2 separate regions of the Mus musculus genome follow, and region 2 is linked to region 1. A link is a contact called in public promoter capture Hi-C data. All regions are on one chromosome and are shown on one strand. The core of a region is the stretch at or near the end of the contact, and the rest is flanking DNA. Distances in the headings are between cores, read along the strand shown.

The links. Promoter capture Hi-C pulls out the DNA fragments that hold promoters and counts their contacts.
Region 2: a promoter capture Hi-C map of pre-B cells shows a contact between it and region 1, with 9 times the contacts expected there. The contact joins the promoter of Slmap here to the promoter of Selenok in region 1. A contact is called at or near these places in 1 of 39 promoter capture datasets (pre-B cells) and 5 of 484 Hi-C or Micro-C datasets (CD4 T cells, CD8 T cells, muscle stem cells and 2 more).

What each region holds. Positions count from the first base shown.
Region 1 is chr14:29,965,910-29,971,700 of GRCm38.p6, reverse strand. Selenok (selenoprotein K) reads right to left here and starts at 3,321. Exons shown (of 5, transcript NM_019979.2): 1 at 3,165-3,321; 2 at 1,585-1,675. The coding sequence starts at 3,183.
Region 2 is chr14:26,532,221-26,537,937 of GRCm38.p6, reverse strand. It overlaps Slmap (sarcolemma associated protein), which reads left to right and starts at 3,314. Exons shown (of 23, transcript NM_001310445.1): 1 at 3,314-4,610. The coding sequence starts at 4,413.

The sequences.
Region 1 (5,791 bases), core at 2,072-4,571:
GGTGACTAACCCAACTTATTAGCTTAAGCCTCCAGTTCCTGATGCCAGCTGGACAAACTTAGCATACGCATATGTCTAAAACAGGGCGTGCCGTGTTCTATACCAAGCCACCTGCCCCTGCATTTCTCCTCTGCTAGTGACACCTGTAGACAGCACGAGACCAGAGTCCTCGTCAGTGTCATTCTTCCTCTTAGGTGTCAGCATTACCTATTTTTACAGTATCATACAGTCATCAGCCCCACCCCAACTAACTTATTCTGTTTTTAACAGTGTCTTACATTCACCATGCCTGCAATTCCTCTGCCTATAGCCTACCTGACATCACCTTGCGGAGGGAATAGATAAGGGTATTATAGTCAGAGGCACAGAACTACTCAGAATGTCAGAAAATGCAATTTCCTTTTTTCCCCCTAAAGACAAGGTTTTACTATGTGTGACGCCTAGCTGGCCTTAAATCCCACCTGACTGAATTCTAAATACTGGGATTAACAGTGTATGCCATTCTTAGTCCAGTTTTCTAACTTCTTAGATGGAGGGGTTAAACTAAGGCAAAACAGTAAACAATATAGGTAAAATTTGCAAAAGTAATTAAATTTTGCACTGGTAACTTTGAAGTCAGGGCCTTGTCCCTCCTTGGGTAACTTCCTCAAGTGCACTTTCCACAATGGCACTCATCCACTATCCCTGCAATATGAAGGCTGATATTATACTGAATATACTAAATTACACTGACTATGAAAACTGACAGTACTAATATACTTAGTTAGGGTTACTAGTGCTGTGACGAAACACCAGGACCCAAAGCAAGCTGGAGAGGAAAGGGGTTTACTTGACTCACAGTTCCACAGTCATAGTCCATCACTGAAGGAAGTAAGGAGAAGAACTCAACTAGGGCAGGAACCTGGAGGCAGGAGCTGATGCTGAAGGGGTGCTGCTTCCTGCCTTTCTCCCCACAGCATGTTTTCTTACAGAACCCAGGGGTGTCCCCATCAACAATGGGCTGGGCCCTCCCACATCAATCACTAAGTAAAAATGTCCTACGGGCTTGCCTCTAGCCTGATCTTATGGAGGCATTTTCTCAATTGAGGTTCCTATTTTCAGTAATTCTAACTTGTGTCAAGTTGACATAAAACTTGCCAGCCCAATACTCAATGAAAGGGGGACGTATCCTTCTCTATCTACTCATGACTTTCCAAACAGGAGACATTCAAATATTTACTCAATTCAGGGTAAGTAAGACCTGGTAGTAACTGGCTGGCAGTTTAGGTAGCACAGCACGTAATGGTCAGACACCACCCCTCATCTAATACACAACTACTTAAAATGCCTGAGACCTCATCTAATACAGAACTGCTTAAAATGCCTGAGAAGTCGACATTTTTTTTTCCCCATTATCAACTAACCCTTCATTAAAAGTTCAGAACCAGGAGTGGTGGCACATTCTTGTAATTTCAACACTTAGGAGGCTAAGGCGGGGTGACTACAATGACTTCCAGAACAGCTTAGACTCTCTATAACACTAAACCAGCTATGAGACTAAATAGCAACACTTGGTCTCAATTAAAGAAATGCTTTTATACTTACAAGAAAACCACGAATTCTGCTATTCCCCAGAAGAAGTCTGTTAGGAAAGACACTCTCCATGGGGACTGATTCCTGCTGTCCAACACCTGACCTACAGAATTAAAGAAAGAAACTGAGGTAAGTGCCACAAGTCCACAACTCGGCGCTGCCTTTAATCAGCGGAGCAACACCAATGAGCTCAGCTTTTGACTTGTTGGCTTCTTCAAGCCAGTCAACATCAGAGGTCCACTGTGAGTGCAGTCAAACTCTGGGATCTAGCGTTCACTCCTTCGATAGATGTCTACTTTCAGTATGTAATTCTCGGAGGCGAACTCATTCTAGGCATCTCTTTGCCATCTCCTTCTCACTGGTAAAATGCACATGACATTTTAGTGGCGAGATGGATGCAGCAGAAGAACACTGATCACTTTTGAGTGCATAGCTGTATGAGCTAGTGACCTAAATTGCAAATAACAGAATCTGCGAGCGCTCGAAACTGAAGATGGAATGATGATGCTTCCTGTAGTGCCCATCACACCACCTATCCCAAAGCTTTGTAATCAGGAGGTGAAATCCTGAAAAAAGCCGAGAAATTCAAAGTGCTCTCAGCCCTAAGACTTCTGCTAATCGCCCTACTCTCTAGAGATACAGAGATGAATCTGATACAACCACACCTATTTCCAGGGCCCCAAGAGAGTCTTGTAGAAATGCGCCAAGGAGTCTCACCTAAGTCACACAGGTGGGCAGATGGTTCTGGCACTGATACGACCTTCTCAGGCTGTATTTTTTTCTTTTCCAGTAATTGGAGACTTGCTTCCCAAGTTCTTTCAAACTGGGTAAAGTCTTGGGCTTAGGACTAGCTACACTTTTAGGGGAGAAAAATCTGTCACAACTTTTGTATTGCCTGGCGTGGTGGTGCTTGCCTTTAATTTAATCCCACTACTCCGGAGTCAGAGGCAGGAGGATCTTTGGGAGTTAGTGGCCACCTTAGCGTACACAGTGAGTTACAGGGCAGATAAAACTACAAAGTGAGACCCTGTCTCCAGATTTTATTTATTTTTTTCATATTCTTGCTAGTCCTGCATCACCACCATCGCCATCATTATTGTACGCATTATAGAGGCAGTATGGTAGGTAATACTGGAGCCAACCTGAGTTCAATTTAACCTAAATTTCATATTGCCTTTGTGATCTTTAGCGAGCTAGTCAATCTATGTCTCAGTCTGCATCCGAAAAACAGGGATAGAAATACACCATCTGAATAGAACAGTTACAAGGATGAAAGAGATGCTAGGCAAAGAACGCGGCTCTAGCGGCCCAAACAAAAGCGCGTTGTATCCGGACCGGGTTAGCGTCTCTGTCATTCCCGGGTTAAGGACACCCGCGCCCGGGATCACTATCGCAAACCCACAATCGGAAAATTGGCTGTACCAGGAGGCTTCAGGGTCCCCCAGCGGCACCCGGGGACCTTCTGGGCTGCGCCTCGGCTCCCACCGCCTCCGCTTCCCACTCCTTCCGGCCACTGGTGTGGGGGAGGCCGCCCCAAGCTCAGGACCCGGCGAGTCAGGACAGAAGCGGCCCAGGGTAAGGCTCTCACTCACCATTCGAGATGTAAACCATCTTCCCTCCGGTTGCCTGCTTCCTAGCGACAGAGAAGACCGGACGCCCCTGTTGTCGCCGTACCTAGCCTCCCGCCCCGCCCTGTACGTCACAGGCCACTGACAGACCCAAGTCAGGCTAGAGGTGGGTCGAGCCCATTGGCTGCTGGGAGACCACTCCTGACTAGAGGTTCCGCCCAGTCACACAAGTAACTTCCGCTGGCGTGGATACTGCCTGAGTCAGGAGACCGGATATGACGTCTAGGAGAAACATTGTTTGAGGGTCCTTTTCCCCACCCCCCTCACTTGGTTCCGGTTTGACCGAGAGTCTTTGAGGCCACAGCACTGCCGACCGGAAGTTGCTTGCTAGTTGGCAGACACGCGCAGGGTTCGGGTCCGAGGTGGCTCGAAGGGCTTGGAGGGCGGAACGTTCCTCAGCTTTCCAGATGTGTTGCTGTCTTTTGGAGTGGCAGGGAGAGGCTCTGAGGCGGTGTCTGGGACATGAAGAGCTTTAACCATCAGGTTTTGCTGAACTCACTTTTAAGTCCCTCTGGACCGTATTCCCTTTAAGCCGGTTATTTCTGCTCTCAGTTTATTTGTTTTGCTTTTTTGAAACAGGACTCACACTGTATTCCTGGCTCTGAGCTCACATTGTAGACGAGGCTGGCCCTAAACGCAAAGATCTGCCTGCCTCTGCCTCCGTAGCGCAGGGATGAAAGACAAGCCTCACCACACCCAGCTGGTTTTTGTTTTTGTCTTTTGTCTTGTTTTTGTTTGTTTTTGATTTGGGATCTGTGTATCCCAGGCTGCCCTTGAACTCACTTTGTAGACCAGGCCTATACCAGTACTCATGTGGCATAGGCAGGTGGATCTGTATAAGTTCAAGAAGTGGAATTTGTTATTTTTCGAGACTGTTTTTCTGTGTAGCCCTGGCTGCCCTGTAACTAGCTCTGTAGAGCAGGCTGTTCTTGAACTCAGAGATCCACCTGTCTCTTGCCTCCCAAGTGCTGGGACTAAAGGTGTAACCAACACCCAGCTAAGAAGTGGCATTTTTAATAGCTGTAGAGACACAACTAGGGAAAATCAAATGAACTTCAGAATGACAATTTCCTCTGCTTGTCAGCATTGTAGACGTGACATATGCGTTAGAAGGCAGGTCTTGGGCATCCAGTAAGTTTGAAGAAAATTCCTTGCTGCCCCTGTTGTGTTTCCTTTGTGGTGCGGGGAGTGGGGGTGAGGAGAGGGGAAGGGAGGAATGAGGTGTGCAGTCAGTACAGAAAGGGAGAGTTGGGTGTTTTCCACCTTATTGGACTGGCTAGGGAGCTCTGGCCATCTGCCTGTCTCATCCTCCAGGATAGGTCTGAGTTGTGTGCAACCACTGTTGGCTTTTACATGACTGCTGGGGATTCTAAAATCCAGGCCCTCATGTCTGTGTAGCAGTCACTTTACCCACCGAGCTCTCTTCCCAACCTGGGTCCGTGATTTTTCTCAAGGGCCTTTCTAGACCTGGGCTTAAACCATGACGTTGCCTCTCACTCTCTGTGCTCTCTTTTCCTTCTAACTGAAATCCCTGGTTATACTTTTGTCAGACTGCAACAAGAATGATTTATTTAAAAAAAACAAAACAAAACTTTGTTTTGCTTAAAACCCTTTAGACACTAAAATGTAGTGATCTCCCATTGCTCTTACAAACTAGGTCCTTTTCAGTATCCACTGATATAGCCTGACCTGTTCACTTGATTTTAGCTTCTGCTACACATTCCCACCCAAAACACACTCTGGCAATAATTTTTTTTTTTTTTTTACAGTTTTGTGAGTGCCCTAAGTCTTTTCATCTCCCTGAACGTGCACATAGCTATTCTTCCTGTAACACGTTAACTGACTCACCGACAGTTCCCCATCCTTTCCCCTTCAGTTGTCAGCCCGAGTGTCATCATTTGAGTGTCTCTCCTTGATTCCTCATCTCTGGTCAGTTTATTCATAGTCCTTATCACAACATGGAATTACTAACCTGATTATTTAGTGTTGTCACTCTTCATTAGTAAACGCTAAGGGATCAGGAACCTCATCCGCCTGGTACCCCTGTACAAGGTGTGGTGGTGCACACTTGTAAGCCGAGCAGTTGGAAGGCTTAGGCTGCAGTCCTGTGAGTTGAGGTCAGTTTGAGTTACATAGCAAGTTTCCATCCAGCAGGCGTTACACAGTGAGACCTTGTCTCAACAAACAAACAGCACCAGTAGCCACACAAGGAAGGGAGCAAACCCCGGATCTCAGGCCAGTTACTTCCTCTTCATTCCTCTTTAGATTTTATTCCTGCACCTTAATGCAGTGATATCCCAAACTATCCCTAGCCTCCCTGTGTTTCAACCTGTGTTACTTCTGGCTGCCAGTTCAATACAGCCTCACCAATCTGCTCATTAGCCTTTTAGCCACCACCTTCCACATAACGCCCTGGTTAGCTGTGGGAGGTTCCTTTGATACCACTTAGATTATTCTCTCTGGTTTCTAGTTCCTCAATAGACCCTTTGTTTTCCTGAATTCTTGCTTATGTGCACAGTTTCTCCTAAGGAGAACTTCTCTACCTACTGCTCTTCTTGGGTTCAGTTCTCCTAAGGTTTTCCTCAACGTGC
Region 2 (5,717 bases), core at 2,065-4,564, 3.4 Mb after region 1:
TTTAAGTTTCCACTTCATCTAGCCCTTTGCTCAGGATATTGTTTTGGCTTTTCTATGTCTGCCCCAATTCCTGAATCATGACACAGGGCTTGTTTTTATTTTCAATGCTTATGGCATTAGCTTAGGCTTGCTTCCCAAATACCTCTTAACTTATATTTACATGTGTATTCTGATCTAAGTTCTGCCACATAGTTGGTTACCTCTCCTCAGTTTCATATGTCTGACTTCCTCCTACATATTGGTGGCACATCTTCCTGAGCCTGAGTCTTTCCCAGAGTTCCTCTCTCTTTGCCAGGTATCCTGCCTTCCTATTCTTTTCTCTCCTGCTATATAGGCCATTCAGCTCTTCATTGACAGGTGATGCTTTTACATAGTGCACAAAGTGCACAAGAGATTATCCCTACAATCTCATTAGTACCAGATTAACTGACTTATTACAACATTTTGGTTTTATCTCTCTCTCTCTCTCTCTCTCTCTCTCTCTCTCTCTCCTCTTTTAGTTTTTTTTGAGATAGGGTTTCTCTGTATAGCCCTGGCTGTCCTGGAACTCACTCTGTAGACCAGGCTGGCCTTGAACTCAGAAATCTGCCTGCCTCTGCCTCCCAAATGCTGGGATTAGAGAGAGGCGTGTGCCACCACTGCCCGGTGGTTTTAATTTTCTATTTGTGCTACTAGGGTGCACCTAAGGCCATGCAAATGCCAGGTCACCATGCTGCTCCAGTTTACATTGTTCTTCTGTACTCTCAATACTTTTGAGTTATTCCAAATACTGCAAGGATCTTATTGTGTCTCCATCTAAACTGTAAGAAACTTTAGGGATTCATTTTTTCCACTCTCTTCTTCACTTTTGAAATTCCAGGTCATTTTACAGTTTCTCTCTCCTAGTGGGTAGTCAATTAAATGTTTGTTGAATGAACAAAAAAATGCATAAATAACTTTAAAATTCGTGCACACACCTCATTAGAGACAGGCATGCTCTACCACACCTGGTCTGTTTTATTGTTTTAAGGCTAAAAGTTATCAGAAGCAAAACATTTTCATCTTCTAATAATAAAACTCTTCAGTATATCTTTATTCTCTAGGTCAAAATGCCTGGGATACTGTAGTTATTCAATGTATTTGTTGAAATGATGAAGAACTGTAAAAACGTGTGAAAGGTCAGGTCTTGGACATTCATATTACCATGAATTTAAGCTTCAAGCATGAGCCCACGCATGCACACATACTCTAGCGTGACTTCATTTTTTATTTTTTAAAGATCTATTTATTTATTATCTGTAAGTACACTGTAGCTGTCTGCAGACACTCCAGAAGAGGGTGTCAGATTTTGTTATGGAGGGTTGCTGGAATTTGAATTCAGGACCTTCGGGAGAGTAGTTGGTGCTCTTAACTGCTGAGCTATCTCACCAGCCCCCCTAGTGTGACTTTATAATACATTACTTATTGTGTCCAAATTCACTTTGTGCTGCCCCTACTTTATCCTCTAATAACAAGCATGGTATTTTCATTCAGGCATTGAATATTTACTTAGCCTTTGTGCCAGGCACATGAGTGTATTCCTTTAAAAGCTTCATTTCACTACTTAATGTCCCTCTTCCTGGCAATTTAGAAAAACCATTCAACAAATACTGTATTTATTATAGTCCTTCAACCTTTCTTCATTCAGTTTTTGTGACTTCTCCTTGGAGGATGTCCCTGCCTCCCTCCCTTTAGAAGAGCTCTGAATATATCAGAGTCTTTGCCTTATTTTGTTCCTTCAGTTTCAAACCCACTACACTGGTTCTATAACCAGAGGGCAGAGACTAAGGCTGTGCTCATCTGTGTCACTTAGACACAGCATAGCATTACAGAAGCAATGAAATGAATACTGTTAATGTGGTTTGACACCACAAAGCCTCTCTGCAAGGGGGTTGTGTCTTGTCATTATGTTATAGAAGAGAAAAAGTATCCTAAAGAAGTTTAAAGCCATGTCCAACGTTTCTCAGGGAAGTCTGTGGTCACAGGAATCTCAAGAATGAAGTCAACACTGATTTGAAGAGATTAAGATTCTCTACAGTCTTTCCTAAGGTTTTCTTTCAGCTCGAGCCACGGTTTTTTCTTCTTTGGAACAATGACTCCATACATACTGGTCTTTCTCCTCGCAATTCCCAGGCTTAACACAGACTTCAGGATTGTTGGTTGGGTTATTCTCTGTATTTTCCTATTAGTAACTTTCGACCTTGACCCCTCTTTGGAAACGTGTTTTAAAACTTTCTGGTCTCAAGTAGGGTGTGGTGGCGCACACCTTTAATCCCAACACGCTGGAGGCAGTGGCAGGTAGATTTCTGAGTTGTAGGCCAGCTTGATCTACTTAAAGGGCTCCTGGACAGCCAGAGAAACCCTGTCACTAACCCTACCATTACCCCAACAAAATCCTCCCCCACTCCAAAAAACCCCCCACAACTTTCTGTTCTCCACGTTAGAACCCACGAAGGAGTTCTGAGAAACATAGTCGCATCAGTGAAAAGGACAGGAATTTGGGATGGAATTCATAAAGCCCGGTGAATTAGCAGAGGGAGGAAAGTCCTTCAGGTGTCATTAAGTCTAGGGACTTGTGGAATTTGGTCATCTGTAGAGCAGTGGTGAGTGACTCAGTTGCCCACAGCTACGATGACTGCTAATGAGTATGTCCTTTGCATGGAATTATTCTCCGCACGTGTTAGTATTTTCAGTGAGAACTGTAGTAAACACACTTAGTACACGTAGGTACTTGTAGGTACTTTCTTATTCATATGTTGCCGCTGTGTGTGCTTTTGAAACATTCAACCCCTCAAAGTTTCTCTTGCCCTTAACCAAAATGGCCCTTAAGGTTGTCTGGAGCTTTGAAGCTTCTGGCCCTTAACAAAGATGGCGCCAGGGGTCATGTTAAAAATAAGCTTGCCTTCTTCCCTGCCAGTGACAAACATGGCTTCCACGGCGTCAATCACATGATACCCCCTATCTACGGCACGGGAGCCGGCGGAGGAGGGCCCTTGAAAAGGGTGCGCGTTCCCGTGGCGGTGCACCCGGTAGGTTTCAGTCAGAGTCACTATGGCGGCCAACGCTGGCAAGGTAAGCTGAGGCGGCGGCGGAGGTGGTGGCGGCGGTGGCGGCAAGGGAGGAAGGAGCCGACGTTCCGTCCTGGCTCCGGAATCCCGTAGCCTGAGCAAGGAGAGGTCGCCCGAGGTCGGAGGCAGCGGCCGGGGACTGGCGGGGGCTGGCTGAAGGGGGCGAGGGCTGAGGCGAGCGGGCGCCGGTCCCTGACTGCCGTTTGTTTTGGTGTCTCCCCGCCTAGGTCGGAAAGTTTCCTGCCTCGTCCGCCACCGCCTGAGCTTGCCGCACTGGCTGCGAGTGGAGGAGGCTGCGGCGGACCCAGCCCCGGCCTCCAGGCCTCTCCCTCCACCTCCGGGCCAGCCTCCCTCCCCCACCCCGTCGTCCTGCGGGAGCCGCCAGTCCCTGCGATGCGACCCTCGCGAGGACGCTCCTGAGGGGAGGTGGCCCATGTGCTGAGCAGCAGAGCCCGAGAGCTCCGAGAAACCAACTTCCCGCCGGCCCGCCCGTCGGCCCGCTCGCCCGCCCGGTCGCCCGAGCCTCCCCGGGGTAGCTCCTCGCTCTGTCCGCACCGGCCTGCAGAGCCGGGTCCCCGCCCTGGTCGCGGGGACACCCGTCAGGTGCCCGGGACTCGCGACCCAGACGCCGCCCGTGCCCCGGCAGCCCTCCCACGCCTCCAGCCCGGGATCGCAGCCTCGGCTCACGCTGGGCCGGGGACCCCTGCCACTCCCGGGCGGCCTCGGCGCAGCAGGGCAATGCAGCCCGGCCCGCTGGCCCTCTAGTCCTCCTCGTCCGTCCCCGCACCTCTTCTCAGCCCCGAGGCCCCGCGGTGGCTGCCCGGAGGTCCTCCGCGCCTCTTCCTTGAGCCCCGAAGGACCTTCCTGGCTGCGCGAGTCAACCCTCTTCATGCTGCAGTGCTGCACCGTTTCCGCTACCGAAGGGGACAAGCGGCCGGGATCTCAAACAAAACACAAGAACTGGTGTGTGACTCATCTGCTCGGATACCTCCTGTCCCCAAACTGTCTTCCAGGAGTTTTCTTGGCCGAAGCTGCCCAATGTTTGAGCCTTTTCTTCCTAGGGAAGATGGACTGAAAGCTGCTAGTTGGGGACTTTTTTTGGTCAAGGTGCCTCTGTATTTTAAAGGAGGTGATGGGGCTTGCGCTGGCTTGTCCTCCTGCCCAATTGAAGAGTTGTTGATGTTCACTGGTTATGCTTAGACAATGCGCAGTTTGTTTTAATTTAAAAATTTTGGGGGGTTAGGGGGTGTAGGCTTGAGAAGAGCATTCCGAACCTGGAGGAGCTCCTCATTGTCCCTGGTCCAGACACCCCCCAGCCTGTCCTCGATGCCGTCAGCCTTGGCCATCTTCACTTGCCGCCCGAACTCGCACCCGTTTCAGGAGCGTCATGTCTACCTGGACGAGCCCATCAAGATCGGCCGCTCGGTGGCACGCTGTCGACCAGCGCAGAATAATGCCACCTTTGATTGCAAAGTGCTGTCAAGGAACCATGCCCTCGTCTGGTTTGATCACAAGACGAGCAAGGTAATGTCGCTATAGTGTTTGACAGTCTTTCCTTTCCTTTCCTTTCCTTTCCTTTCCTTTCCTTTCCTTTCCTTTCCCTTCACCTTCTCTGAGAGGTGTAATGTATGCAACGATCTCAGGGTTTCTTCCCAGAGGACACTTTTCTGCGAGGCCTCGGAATCAGCTTTTTGTGTGTGTCTGAATTCTAGTGGAAATGGAATCGAAGTGGTTGAATGAAAAACAGAGAAGGTATTGTTACTAAATGTCTCGGCAGGGCGATGGCTTCTTGATAAACTTGGTCATTCCCAGTGAAATCCCAAACCCTAATTCGTTTAGGAAAGGTAGATAGTGAAACTTGACCTCTGACTTTCAGTCCTTTTAGAAGGGTGAATCTGCAGGTCGGTGCTTGATTAAGCAAGCAGTGGTTCCCAGAGCAATGCCGGAATTTGTGGCCTCTGTTACATCGAGGCTCAAGTGTCTATGGTGAAATGTAGTTAACACATGGCTTGTAGTTGAATTCAACTCAGGACCTTGTCTGGTAGGATAACTGGAGTGCAAAGTTACTGTTTGTAACGATTGATACTTACTTGCCCCGATGAAATAATTTGTAAATATTAAAGGCAATTTAATTAAGCTAGAGTAAGTAACTACATCTTTGGAGTTCTGTTTGCAAGTTGGATCAACAGAAATCTATTGCTCTTGAAAGTCACTTCTCAATTTCTTTGGTAGATAATGTGTAATTATATGATGATATGCAAAAATTAGTATTAATAAGTTAGCTTATTTTTAGATTATATCCAATATTGTCTAATACACACACACACACACACACACACACACACACACACACATATATTTTAAAGACAGGGACCAACTGGCCTGGAACTCACTCTGTAGATCAGGCTGGCCTCAAACTCAGAGATTTCCCTGCCTCTGCCTCCCAAGTGCTGGAATTAAAGCTCACCATGCTGGGCCTTGCTTTTAATTTTTAATCCAATTTACCTTGTTTATCTTGGCACTGTACTTTGCTAGTTACTTATTTTAAAATAAAAAGGATCTTTTTAGTTTTTCAAGAATTTGCACGAATGGAGAATATTTTAAAGAACTCTTCTTTGGGCCTAAACCTAA